Linked DNA regions of Mus musculus: region 2 is linked to region 1. Evidence: chromatin contacts called from public HiChIP or PLAC-seq data. All regions are on one chromosome and are shown on one strand. The core of a region is the stretch at or near the end of the contact, and the rest is flanking DNA. Distances in the headings are between cores, read along the strand shown. Region 1 has its middle 96 kb from the start of Gm26314. Region 2 overlaps Gm34301 (a long non-coding RNA gene).

Evidence for each region. HiChIP or PLAC-seq counts read pairs in DNA pulled down with a chosen protein or histone mark.
Region 2: a contact with region 1 is called in an H3K27ac HiChIP or PLAC-seq map of T-cell acute lymphoblastic leukemia, with 3 times the contacts expected there. The contact joins two enhancer-like sites. A contact is called at or near these places in 1 of 15 datasets of contacts at CTCF or cohesin (pro-B cells), 7 of 484 Hi-C or Micro-C datasets (the C10 cell line, the C2C12 cell line, the G1E-ER4 cell line and 4 more) and 3 of 115 datasets of contacts at active chromatin or transcription factors (CD8 T cells, T-cell acute lymphoblastic leukemia and large pre-B cells).

What each region holds. Positions count from the first base shown.
Region 1 is chrX:11,750,619-11,757,476 of GRCm38.p6, reverse strand. No RefSeq gene overlaps it. Among named protein-coding and RNA genes, the nearest start is that of Gm26314, 96 kb to the left of the region's middle. Within about 2 kb of position 4,371, at least 105 of the 459 cell types and tissues checked have an H3K27ac peak or open chromatin away from gene starts, as enhancers often do. A contact at or near this core is called in the C2C12 cell line, CD8 T cells, the G1E-ER4 cell line and 3 more, where this site is marked.
Region 2 is chrX:12,004,105-12,010,962 of GRCm38.p6, reverse strand. It overlaps Gm34301 (a long non-coding RNA gene), which reads right to left. Exons shown (of 4, transcript XR_003953093.1): 4 at 6,227-6,779. Among named protein-coding and RNA genes, the nearest start is that of Gm34301, 5.4 kb to the right of the region's middle. Within about 2 kb of position 4,177, at least 320 of the 459 cell types and tissues checked have an H3K27ac peak or open chromatin away from gene starts, as enhancers often do. A contact at or near this core is called in the C2C12 cell line, CD8 T cells, the G1E-ER4 cell line and 3 more, where this site is marked.

The sequences.
Region 1 (6,858 bases), core at 3,122-5,621:
ACATGGCTCAGTCACCTGTCTTAGTCACATCTCTCAGTTACTTTTCTAGTTGCTATGGTAAAATACTCTCACAAAAGCAACTTAAGGTAGGAAGGATTTATTTTGGCTCACCGTTTACAGGTGGAGAAATCAAGGTGGCAGCAGGAGCCTGAAGCAGCCACTTACCTTACTTACATTGTAGGCATTATGAGAGAAATGAATGCTGGTGCTCAGTTCACTTTCTCCATTTTAGACAGTCAAGGATCTCAGCCCAGGGAATGGTACCACCCAGAGCAGGCAGGTCCCTCACCTCAATTAACCTACTTAAGATAACCCTCCACAGACAGAGGCCTGTATCCCAGGGGAATCTGGATCTCATCAAGTTGACAGTTGGGCTTAGCCTTCATACCTCCTAAAGGATGTATCTCTTAATGCCACTGCCTTGGAGAGGAACATGAATTTTGGAGGGGGCACAAACATTTGAACTGCAGCTGACATTGACATACATATAAAGCTTTCCCCACCTTTCTTCCATGCACCCTCTTTTGACTTATGGTGTTTATTTGCTAGTTAATGAGTTTCTAAGCAAAAAAAAATTAGAAAATTTAAGTTATTAACACGAATGTACCATTCATCCATATAGTGTGTGCTGTCAGTTTTAAATGCAAATATAAGAGCATTTAACTAGTTTGCAGCATCACCGGAATTGCACAATTTGTGCTCCATTGCTCGTACATGCATATGTATTTTGTTCTTACCAGAATGCAAGAAAGGCAGCAGAAAACTCACTCAACTGATCTCTTTGACTTCCTCACTGGTTTGCCTTCTACCCACTCTGCTTGCAGCTTACTTGTGAGTAAGGAAGGGTTAGAGTAAAGGAGACTATAAGTCACCTCATCTTTCACCTTCCTTCTCTGTCACCATTTGTGACAGAAGTGGCTGATTGATACACAAAAGCAATGCAAAGGGAAAAAATAGGGTCTGAGGATAGGGCTCAGTGATAGAGTACTTCTCTAACATTCATAAGACTCCCCAGCAGCTCCCCTACCGAAAGAGCATTGTTTATTTGTTCGTTTGTATGTATGTATGTATGCATGTTTGTATGTATGTATGTTTGTATGTATTTATGTATTTTTGAGGCAGTATTTCATTTTATAGCTCTGGCTGGCCTGAAATTGCTATGTAGACCAGGCTGGCCCCAAACTCATAGATATTCTCCTGCCTTTGAGACAGAGCTACACAATTAAATACTTCCTCAAAAATACATACACATATAATTCATTCATACATACATACATACATACATACATACATACACACATATAAATAAAGCTTAGATAAAGCCATGTACCACCAATCTGGCAGCCTTACTTGAATTACACTTAGTTTTCTTTGGTATACTTTGGATAGGGGCTGCACATGGATACCATTTCCAATATGTGGTTGTCAGAAAAAAAGTTGGTTCTCTCCATCCTCCATATGGTTCATGTGGATTGAACTCAGGTCATTAGACTTGGCAGCAGGCATCTTTACTTCACTGAACCATCTTGCTGGCCCAACAGTATCTTTTTTCGTCTTTTCCCCTGCTTGGTTCATGATCATTTGTTTTGGTTTTGGTTTTGGTTTGATTTTGTTCCTGTGCCTTTCTTCCTCTGAAATGGAAAATGCTGCCCCCATAGGCTATCAACTGCCTTTCCCTCAATTGTGGATGTAACATGCTTACCTTGTACTGATTTCCAGTCCCTCTGAGCTCCCATGCCTTATGGGCTCACCTGAACTCCATACTTGGGGCCACAGTGAACACTGCAATCTAATGAAGCCACCAGAAAGGTCAGCATACATATGGTACATAGCTCCCTTACACATGCACATGCTCTGTTGGCTTGGCAGCCTCAGTTATGGAACACAGGTTGAGAAGTAAACTAATTAAGAATTACAAGATATAGGCAACCCAGCATTAAACCATCCACGAGGCCACTGTGACTGTAGGCTCTGGCTGACTGCTTGCTTAGTGTTCATGCTCTTGAAGCCAGCCCTTGGTATCTGTAAATGCAATGCAGGGTATGCTAACACCTGAGTGTCTGGGGCAGGATGTGTGTGTGCAAAGTAAAAGAAATCCAAAACCTTGGTGGGGAACATATTCCAACATGGCTGACCCCAAACACCAACAACCTGCAGTTGCTAAATGCAGCAGAGGTAGAAAGAAGTGCACAGAATTTGTTCCGGTGAGCTGATATTGAAGAGGTAAGCTTAGCCATTAGAAAATTCCACTGGACCGATCTTCCCTCCTGGAAGAGACAGGCCAGAGAGCACATAGACCAGAAGGGAGAGGCTGAGTAAGCCCCTACTACCTCATTCCCTAGAGACCAATCAGTTTAAAGGGTGCACTATTCTGCCAATCCTATTGTGCCTAGTTGCTGATGCTCTATTCCACCCCTGGAAACCATATAAAAATTTGCTGAATGGGCCATTGGGGGTCACCGCCTCTTCTTCAGGTCTGGGACGACCCCAGTGCACTGGAACAATAAATTCCTCTTGCTTTTTGCATTGATTCCAGCTCCACGTGGTAAGCTAAGGCTTGCCAGAGTCTTACAATATGAATTGGCTTTAGAACATGATGACACTGGGGCCGTGGACTCCAGTACAAAGGGGAAAGAATTGGTGGAATCAAGCTAGCACACACACATTGACTTTAGAAGGAGAGAGCAAGTGAGCCGTTCACATGCATGTGTACAGAATAAAAACGGACTGATGGATATACACCCAAATGTTACCAGTGATTATTTCTTGGTCATAGGATTAAAGGTGATAATAATGAAATAATTAGTTTTGCTTATCTGTAGTATCCACATTTTCTAAAATAGATATGCATTACTCTTGTAATAAAAAAATGATAAAAAAATCTACAAACGTCTAGGAAAAGTTAGGGCAATCTTGAAAAGCCTAGGGTTTAGATGTGCAAGTTGCTACATGCCATGAATAATTTACAAATTAAATTGATTTTAAAGCACAGCTAAAATAAATTTGATAAGATGGGCCACAGTTACGTTCTTTCTTATCATTCACATTTGTACATTTTATAGTCAATGAAGAGTGACAGCCACTATTTAGAATTCTAGTGAAGAACAGTCATAACTATTTGTCACCTGCTCAGCATCTAAACAATGGTCTGCCTGCTCACCTGCCCAGCCTGTGCAAGAGTGGGGGGGACCTGGAATCCACACTAAATAACAGTGTCTAAGCACAGAGGCAGCAAGGAGGATAGACAGTCTCTTTGGAGAACTAATGAAAACAGTAAGGACAGGTTTGTAAGCATTAGCCAGGCTCTAGTGAAGGACAGGATGCAGGAATTAAGGCATGAATCAAAAGCCCCAGTCACAAAGAGGAGGCAGGGAGCATTTCAGACTGAGGTCCCAGAGGGACCCTTGGGAGTGGCAAGTTACATCAGTGCCAGGTGATCATGAACCTAAGAACCTCCTAAGGATCCTGGGTCCAGGTGCTAAACAGACACCTTCTAACACTGTGGACTGATCGACAAGACCCAGACACTGAACTGAGGTGCTTGCTGTTCCTTTATTGTAATCAAAGTTTTAGGCACCATCTTCCCCATGAGGGCAGGGAGGGGAAGGCTCAACTTTTTCTTTGTCTGGAATGAAAAAAGTGAAGAGCCTCAGTTGGGTTACATTCAGTGACACCCCCAGGGACCCTGGCTGCCTTTTCCATCTCCAATGGTATTAAGGCTCATCCTTACCCGTGGTGTGCTTCTGAGGGTCTCTGGAGGTGCTGGAGAACCTGCATTTCTAATAGGCTCCCAGTGTCACTGAGATATTTATTGGTTGGTGGGCTACAGAGAGCAGCAGGTTGAAGGCAAAATGGCTCACTAGGACTGTCTGTCTCCATCCCTCCTCCCTCCCCCTCCCCCACCCTTCTCCCAGGTTAGGTTCTGATCAACCGCAGGGCCCTGCAGGCCACAGCTGGTCCTGCTGATGGCTTTTGCAATGCGCCTAGCTGTTGCTCTGGAGGAAGCCACCGGGGTGAGTTCCCCACATCCCTTCTTCCTGTTTTGGTATTCAGTTTCTCTCCTGGCCTGTCTTTTCTTTGCCTCCCTCCTCTTTTCCTTCTCTGCACGCCTTCCTCTTTGCCTCGTCATTACTGCAGGAGATTTATTTTTAGAGTCAAGGCCACAGAGTTGCAGATTCGGCAAGGGCCTAAAACAAATCGACAAACGGAAAGTGTTTGTCTTTGAAGCCGGTGTGAATGAGGGGCCTGCTAGCTGGGCCTGTCAATATGCTCTTATCTAGGCTTGTTTTCTGAGTCACCCACGTGGGTTGGCTTTCTTCCTCCTCCCAGATCAGAAAAGAGGTTGAAACACAAGAAGCAACTGAAATCTCATTTCGCCCCTGTGAGATCTTGGCAGATGCAGCTCTTAGCTGACCACCTCCACAGCGCTAGGCATGCCCACAATAGAGGCAAACAGAAATGAGAGAAAGTTGGGCTACATCCGTTTTCTTTGCATCTGTAAGTGAAGCCTTGATGTTGGCCGTCTAGGAGGGTTGGGTGACAGCAACTGGGGTGGGAGGTGGGAGGTGGGAGGTGGAGGGGTGTCAGAGTTTTTCTGAGTCCTGTCCTCAGGAGCTACAGAACCAATGTGCTGGATAAGCCACTTACACCACTGCCCTGATCCTTTGTCCTTTCAAAGGTCCGACTGGTAAAGTTAGCGCTAAATTCTTCCTAGGCTTTCTGCCAAGTAGGTCTTTCTGGCTGGCTACCTCCTGTGCTTCTCCTAAACCTCACAGGGCCAGGAACCATGGCAATCCCTTCCCATCGCTCAGGCCTCCCATGTGCTCCCTGGAACATTAGTCTGCTCAAACTCTACACAAAGAGTTTAGATGTGGCCTTTTTGTATTTCAGAGGCCAGTGGATTTCTATGAGTTACGGGCTAGTCTGGTCTACGCAATGAGTTTCAGGCCAGCCAGGGCTAGCTTCTGTCTTTAAGACGCTGTCTTAAAACAGCAGCAGCAGCAGCAGCAACAACAACAACAACAACAACAAAACTGAAAACAACAACAAAAAATGAAAACAAATTTGCATTTAGAGTGTGTGCAATACAGGAATTTTGTGGTGTCTCTGAGAACAATGGGACCTTTCTCAGGAAGCTAGAGTTCTGGAAACTCCACAGCTATCCAAGACACCCTGAGTCAGTGGCGTTTGGGTTCTTGTCTTGAGAATTTGAAGAATGAAATCCATAGACGCAGAGGGTGAGTTTTAGAGAGTGGTCTATTTATTATAGATTCTTAGGTGACAATGGGGGTGGGCACATAACAGCACAGAGCTTGTGTGTAACAGGAGGGGTCCCAGGAAACAGGGCAACATCAAGCTTCTAGTCTGGGGCCTTTTCTAAGGACGGCAGAAACTGGGGTGGGGTATGGGGAAGGGCATGGTCAGTCTAGCTGTTCCATTCCAGGTGCCCAGGGGCTTCCTCTCAGTTCCAGCCACGTGTTTATGAGGCTGGTGGATGTGGCCGTACCCATTCATTCTTACCAGTATTTCTCTTTCCTTCTTTCCTTCTTCTTTCCTTCCTTCCTTCCTTCTTTCCTTCTTTCCTTCTTTCCTTCTTTCCTTCTTTCCTTCTTTCCTTCTTTCCTTCTTTCCTTCTTTCTTCCCTCCCTCCCTCCCTCCCTCCCTCCCTCCCTCCCTCCCTTCCTCCCTTCCTTCCTTTCTTCCTTCCTGACAGAGTTTCTCTGTGTGACAATGCTGGCTGTCCTTGAACTCATTCTGTAGACCAGGCTGGCCTCAAACTCACAGGGATCCTCCTGACCCTGCCTCCCGAGTGCTGGGATTAAAGGCGCGCACCAATACTGACCAGCGACCAGTATTTCTTGAGAACCTGCTATGTTCTGGTCTCAGGTTTAGGCATAAGGATTGAGTGATGAAGAAGGCCGCCCCTATCCTCAGTATTCTTCCACTCCAGTGGGGAGGCTAGATAGCAAACAAAGCCATGGATGGATGTCTCAGCAGAGCCAAGCAATGGAAAAGCTATGTGGAGCTCTTTAAGGCATGTTGGCTAGGGAAGGGCTTGTTATGTGTGCGTCAGCTGAGGATCATTGCCTTGCACATACTAAGCAGTTGCTCTACTGTTGAGTTTCGTCTCTAGTTTATTTTCTTAGAAATAGGGTCTTGCGAATCAATTTTTAAAATTTTCATATGTATAAGTGTTTTACCTGCATGTATATTGTTGAGCCACCTGCAGGTAGCACCAGAGGATACCAAAACAGATCATTGGATCCCCTGGAAGAGGAGTTACCAATGGTTGTGAACCACCATGTAGATGCTAGAGATGGAATCCTGGTTTTAGCATCTGGTCATAACCTCTGAGCCATCTCACCGCATCTCCCCTTTGTTTTAATCTAGGGTCTCACTATGATGGCCACATTAGCCTCAAACTCAAGCTCTTCCTGCCTCAGCCTTCCAGGTGGCTAGCATTATAAGTATTTCTGAACCTGCTTGGGACAAGGTTTCGAGTAGAGACCTAGACAAGATGAAGCAGATGGGAGCAGGGAGGAGTGGTCGGGTGGATAGACAAGCTAGTGTAAAAGTCTTGGGATTGGACTACATTTCGAGAGTTCAATGAAAAAGCTGGTGTGGTAGGATCAGAGGGCCCCATTTGTAGAGAAGGTTGATATGGGGTCCGGTTAGCAGGCAGGGCCAGGCTGTAAAGGTCTTGTAGGTCATAGTGAAAAGTTTGTCATTTTTTTTCTTGAGTATAAATGTTTCATTGTTCTCTTGAGATAAAGCCTCTTTATAAAGCGTACGCTGGCCTAATCTGCTATCTGACCACCTCTACCTCTCAAGTGCTGGGCTTACAAGCACGCCTGGCCA
Region 2 (6,858 bases), core at 2,928-5,427, 250 kb before region 1:
CTATCTTTCCAGGGCTCCAGGGATCTAATGCAGGTCACCAAGATTGGCAGCAAGTGCCTTTACCCCATGAGTCACCTCTCCCCAGACTCTGTAACAGAACTTTAGCCTTGTGATTTAAAGGTAAAAGGAATTTAAAATATGACTTCCTTCCTGATCCATCAATCACCTAGCTTGGGCGTGGTCCTGGGTTTAATTCTTAGTATGTCAAATAAGTAAATGAACAGGATAGCTAAAATCACTTATTTCTTTGAGACAGTGTTCTTTGTAGTCCATGCTGACTTCAAACTCAATGTGTAGCTGGCTCTGAACTCCCGATCCTTCTGCTCTAACCTGAACTGGGATTACCACCCTGTACCACTACACTTGGCTTAAAAGAATTAGATATTTTTATTTAGCAAGCAGAGTTGCATAGTCTAAGACAGGGACACATTTGGCATGTTGACCAAATTCATTTGATTTACAGATGTTTATGTCCTTGGAAAGATTTCACTTCTCACGGTCATCAATTTGTCCATCCAGGGATCCATAATTAAATAAGAAAACAGTAAAAATTCCATATATGAAGGGGCCACATTATGTAGTGATGAGAAACATTTAACTAAACTTGTTGAGTTTGCCTTGAGTGAGTTTTTATCCAAAGTCTCCTCCCCCAGGAAAATAGTTGCATTTATTTTGATAAAAATAGCAAGGCCAATAAACTGAAGCTAAAGACTTGTAAAAGTCTTAAAACACTGAGCACTGAGTCTTAAAATAACTTAGTCTGTCAAAGTACTTGCTTAGCTTGTGAGGTACCTGGGTTGCCACCGGGGTGGGGGTGGGGTGGGGGGTGGGGAGGAGCTAGGTTAGGCATGAATGAAGAAATGAAGTCTTATATGTTCTGTATTCTTCTGAAGTCACATATATTGCAGTTTTCAAACAATAGCCTGACTTTTCTGACACACTTCCCTTTGTGGGAAGGGTTTGCGTCCTTTCCCTTTCAATCTGGTCTCTGTGACTGCTTAAGCAATATATTATTGCACAGATCACACCACCATAGGGTGCTCTTTCTGTAAATCTCTCTCTCTCTCTCTCTCTCCCTCTCTCTCTCTCTCTCTCTCTCGGCGCGTGTGCGTGCACACGTGTATACACACACACACACACACACACACACACACACACGAGCTCAATGTGTGTGAATTCAGGCAGGCATTATGGAGTTTTAGAGGACAACCTCTGGTGTTGGTCCTCACAGGGTCTCTGTTTACCTTTGGACACCAGGATGTCTCCATCTCCCATTTCATTGGAGGAATGCTGGGACTACAAAATCAAGCAGGGTACCTAGCTCCTCGCTCTTCTGGGGTATGGCGCTCTGGAGTCAGAGCCTCGTGATTGTGTGTCAAGTGCTTAATTTCCAGCCTCCCCCACCCCCTTGAGACAGAATTTTGCTGTGGGGACCAGAGTGGCCTTGAGGTTAGTATCCTCTCTTCTCCTGAGTGCCGAGGTTGCAGGGATAGGCTGCACCTGGCTCCATTCAGGGTTTGCTTAATACAGGTGAGCAGGCCCAGGAGCATTTATAGATCTAAACTGCTACTCAAAGAAAGAGGCCAAAAAGGCTTTGGGGAATCTTTAAGCTGGGAAAACTCTTCTGAATCTGCTTCTAGGCTTAGGCTTTAAGTAACTGGCAACTTCCATTTCCTCTCTCTTGGGATGCTCAGCTCTTGGCCCAGAGCCACCATGCTGTAAGGAATCCCAAGCCACCCTGTGGTGCGGCCCACATGGAGGAGAAGCACAGGCCTGCCAGCTCTGAGCGTGCACCATCCTGAGAGTGGAGCTCAGTGCAGCTCCCCTGACCCACATGACACCACAGCATGCTCTGGGCCCCACACTAGATTCTGAGCCAAATAAATGAGTCTTGTTTTAGACCACCAACCCCGGGGTACCTTAGTAATAAGTAACAAAGTAACTTAGACATAGCAGAGTGCACAGATCTTAAAGGTTCTTTTCATATGTTTATAAAACCATGTAATTGTTAACTAGGCTGCATAGAGAAGGTCCGCATCTTTCTAAGACAGTTCTCTTGACAAATAGTACCTGGACTCTGATTCTACTGATTACTACTACTACTACTACTACTACTACTACCACTACCACTACTACTTTTTTGCAAAGATGTTTCTAAACTTAAGTGAATGCAAAACACTCTCTTCAGCATACTGATGAAGTCAGTAACTGTCTCTGATGTGGAGGCCAGGAGAGTGGAAGGTCGGTGGAAGACAGGCAGACTTCAGTCTGTAGCCACTGGATAGTAGGTTGGCAGGAAGAAGCTGATCTGCTCTTAAATCTGTCAGCAAAGCCGCCTTGTAAAAAACCAAGCCCAAGAGGCAAGCGCAAGAGCATGGGCTGCTCTCTCAGTACCTGTGATCCACCTGGGATCGGAGCACCCCAGGCCCAATTTGTCCCTATCCCAAACAACAGAGGCCAATAAAGGCTTCGGGGAATCTTGAAACTGGGTGGAGAGAGGACCCCTCCCTCACTTCCCAATCTGCTTCACCAATTGCTTTACTCCAAACTGTGGGCTGATTTCCATTAATCACACTTGGCCCTAATTACCCTGGAGCAACCATTCTTCCCCTGGCCTGGAGCTGGAATTTTAAGGGGCTATTGACAAAGCAGGTCCGTGGGTCTAAACAATAGTGGTAGCTTCAGGAAAAGGCTGGGTGAGGTGTCCATCCCCGGTCCTTTCCATCTACACTATGGAAGTTCCAGGCCTGCTGGTGATCTCCCCAGGTAGGAACCTGAGTTCCTCCACTAAATAGATTTTCCTTTTGTTGTCACATTAATTTGCAACTCATTAATAGTGACAGAAGTGAGGTACTGCAACGATGTCATTTGCATATTCATGAGTGACTTATTATTAAACAAATAAGATTTTCCTATCTTCGCAGCACCCAAAGTAAGGCTGAACAGCACATTACACCGGCCCCGTGCTTTATTCTCTCTTTAATATGTTAATAGATGCAGTTGATTTCTTTAAGTAAATACGCATCTATAAAACAACACGTACTTTATAAAAAAGAAATTTAAATAATAATCCATTAGCAAAGTTGGCAACAATTTAAGAGGAACAACCCATTAATACTAACGCGTGGGAATCAATTTGCGAATTTTTAACTCGGGTGGTGGGTTGCGGACGATTGAGGGGGAGGACTGCAAGTGTTGTGTGAGCTTAAAAAAAAAAAAACATTTTAGTGAGTTTCAGGAGACAAGGACTGAGATCCTTTCCATGTTTCGGGTGCCGGCTCCCCGGAGGTGGAAAACTGTCCGAGTCTTCACCTCCACACCTGCCTTTTCCCTGCGTCCTCTGGAGATCCGAGCCGTGGGCTGACATCTAGCACGTGGCTTTCCACCGGGCCCCTAGGCTGCCCAGCAGCACAGAGTTAGGCGGGGTGGGGGTGGGGCAAGGCCTGGCGTCTAAGCGCCTCTCCTCCCGGGGCTGAGGCTGGGGCTCTCCCCTCCTGCCCTCCATCCCTCGACACCGGCTTCATCACAGCCGGTTCTTTCCAGCTAGGGTCAGGGTGGCCTCCCCCCGCGGTGTCGCGGAGCTCAGGGCCAACCGCGCACCCTTATCTCGGCCGAGTCAGACACTCGCCGCGCGGAATCTGTTGACATTTACTATTGTTCGCAGGAGTCCGGAGCGCCGGGCGGGAGCGAGCGGGCGGGCGGGCGGGGCGAGCCGAGGGAGGGCCGCAAGTGGGAGGCCTGCGCTCCACGTGTGTGCGCGCGCGCGCGTGCTCGCCGGGGGGGTGGGGAGGGCCGTCTGCCTGGAAAATAAAAGTGGCCGGCGGGCCCGGAAGCTTCCAAAGCCGGCTGAGCGGCCCACGCCGGGAATTGAAGTGGTGGCGCGCGGGGGTGGGGTGGGGGGAGGTGGGTGCAGGAAGGAAGACTGGGCAAGCGGGCCGTGGGCTCGGCGGGGGAGGGGTGGGGACAGCTCCAGCCGCACGGCCCCCGGTGACCCACAGGACACAAGTGCATTTGTGCCTAGCCGTGGTAGGGATTAAAGTGCCATACGGCCCGAGCGAGGGGGGCGAGGCGGGTAGAAAACAACCAGCGCGCACAAAGCGCGCATTGTTCCAGCCACCTCCATTATGCCGCGCTGCAGCCAAGAGCCTGTTTCGCAACTGCCGTCCCGGCGATTGGGCGCGCGCGCGTACACACACACACACACACACACACACACACACACCTCCCTGACCAAGGCAGGGTGCACTCCATCGGGACTGGGAAGGGCTGCCCGGGTGGGTTGTGAGTAATGGGGACTCGCGGGTATCTTGAAGAGCTCGGCTGAGCTCTTTATCGGTTTTCGTCCTCGTCTTCTCGGCACTTTTCGTTTTTTTCTGGCTCCTGCCCCGAGCGCACCCCGGAGCGAGGAGCTTCCCCTGGGGAGGAGGCGACGGCGGGGGTGTGAAGTGGAGAGGGCGCGCTCTCAACCGCTGTCACCCGCGGATCGCAGCCCCAGGCGCACAGCGCTCGCCTGCTCTGCTGAAGACACGTGCGCAGCAGGAACGGGGACAGCATCCTTGCTTTCCAAGGAGAGGCTCCGGGAGCACCCACTCCAAGGCTTCCTGGCACTCTGGGACTTCCCCCTGTCGGGAGCGGAAGCTGTGGAATCCCGCACAGCGCTGCCTGGCCTGCCCGGGCGTGCGTGCCAAGTGGGCCAGCTCAGTCTCCTTTACACTAACCACACAGGGCCCAGGCCCTGGCCTCCTCTCTCTGTGGCATCAAGCGCCCTGCTTAAGCACGCTGAGAGGGAATTTAAGCCTGGGCAGCAACAGAAGAAGGTTCCCTTCTCCTTTGGGTGCAGAGTAGGGGGAGGACTAGAAGCCACCCCACTTTCCAGACCCCCTGCTGAGCCCTCTTGGTGGGCAGGTGGGGATCGAAGGCGCCCAGGCTCCGCAAGCTAGCGAAGTCTGGTTTCCTTTACGTTTTACAAGCTATAAATAAACTTCCCCTTGGGCGGATGAGCGCTGCGTCCAAGGGCGGCTTCCCGCCGAATCCGGCGGGCGGTTTACGATCTGGGCCAGGAGCTGGTCTTACGGCGGCCTGAGCCTAGGGTGGGGCGATGGCTCAGGGAAAGCTCAGAGGTCGTCCAGGAGTGGTCGAGTGACCCTCCTCTTCCCTGCGGGGCTGAGGCGCCTCAGCTCTGAGGGCTGGGGGTGGAGCCAGTTGATTTATGAGCCGTCACCCCACCCCGCCCCTCCCGTTTCACTTGTTTTCCTCATCTTCTCTAGCTCAAGCCCTGTTCCCAAAGCCTCACCCCGCAACCCTGCCCAGTGAGGGTTTGGCAACACCGGGCGGCTAGAGCACTGGCCGAGGGGCCCCGGGCGAGGAAGGGGGTGCAAGGGTGTGGGTGAAGCCTTTGGTGTTTTTTCATCCCTCCCACCCCACTCCCGTACCTCCTCCCAGAGCAGGCTAGCCAGCCTAGCCGGACAAAGCTGGGTGGCCAAAAAGCCTGAGAGGCTGAGATAAAGGGCTGGCCTCTAGGGGTGGGAAAATCCCAAGCGTTTGGGGTAGATCCCTGACTTTCTCAAGGTCACCGGGCGGGGGACTGGAACCATTGGCTCATACCAGAGCAGAAGCCATTGCATCAATCAGTTAACACCTTGCAAAGGTCTCCATCTCGCCGCCTCTTTAAGGGTGTTCAGTTTCCCAAGGAAGTACATAAAAGACAGGGCAAGGAAGGCACCGTGGGTCCCAAGACTGCTTTTCGTCATCGAGGGTTTGCTCTGCTTTGATGCTCACACTCACACTGTCTAGGTGGGAGGCCTGGCCTCCAACACACACGTGAGGACGATGTCTGTATGTGGGCCTAGATAGGAAGTGAAGAGTTGGAGGTGACTCAGGTAGTTGGCTACCTTCTTTCCATCTGAGATTTAGGAGAGGTGAGTTGGGAAAGCTCAAGAGAAGGCCCTCCTTAGCCTGGAACAACATCGTCCCTTTGCCCTCTGTTTGTTTAGCGCTTCCACTTAGCCTCCGCAGCTGGTGGCAGAGGGATTCCTGGCAGCATTAATCTCAGGACAGGATCCTAACCTTGATCCCTGGGGACACCCTCTCCCTCTCCATTCTCTGAGCCAAAAGTCACAGCGTACTAGTGCCCTACCACCATCACCTAACCGGACCAGGGGGAAGTTGGGGGGGTCTATAAAAGGGGACCTTTGGCAAGGTCTCCATTGTTCCTCGGGGGCTGGGAAGCTGACTCACTCTGAGCACAGAGCGATGCAGAGTGTTTTCTCGGCAGCCTTTCCCCGAGTGCTTTATTTAGACAGGCTTTATTTACAGTACACATGTTTTCGGCTCGTTATTCTGGAGGCGGGAATGGAAACTGGGCAGAGCTGTTTTCCCCCGTGAGCGGCGCCTTTAGAAGGGGTTGAGGATCCGGAGCCTTGAAGGATCCCGCTCTCGTTGGGCTCTCGTAGTCCTCAGTGAGATCCTATTTAAGAAAACTGAATGGAGCAGAAAAGGGTGCTGGGAGACCCACAGCGGGCCAACCCTCCCACAGTACTCTCTTACACCTGCATGACAGCAGGAGGGGAGGGCAGTGAGATATCTTGGTGACAAGAGTTCAGAGTGGGCCATAGAAGGTCACAGGACCAACAATCCGTTTAGTGTGAAAAATCTGAAGCCAGTCTGTTCCTGGAGCTTCTTCGTTTGCTTTGGACCTCCGGAGTTCCCTGGCCTTCATCCCCTTTGGTTCTGTTAGTAGTCTTGTGGCTGCTCCAGCTGGAGGGCCTCTGGTTGCCAGCCTGCAGTCAAGACAGATTTTTGGCAGCCTCTCAGTAAGTAGGGTGGTCCAGTTAGGGACTGCAGGAAATTGTTTGAGCT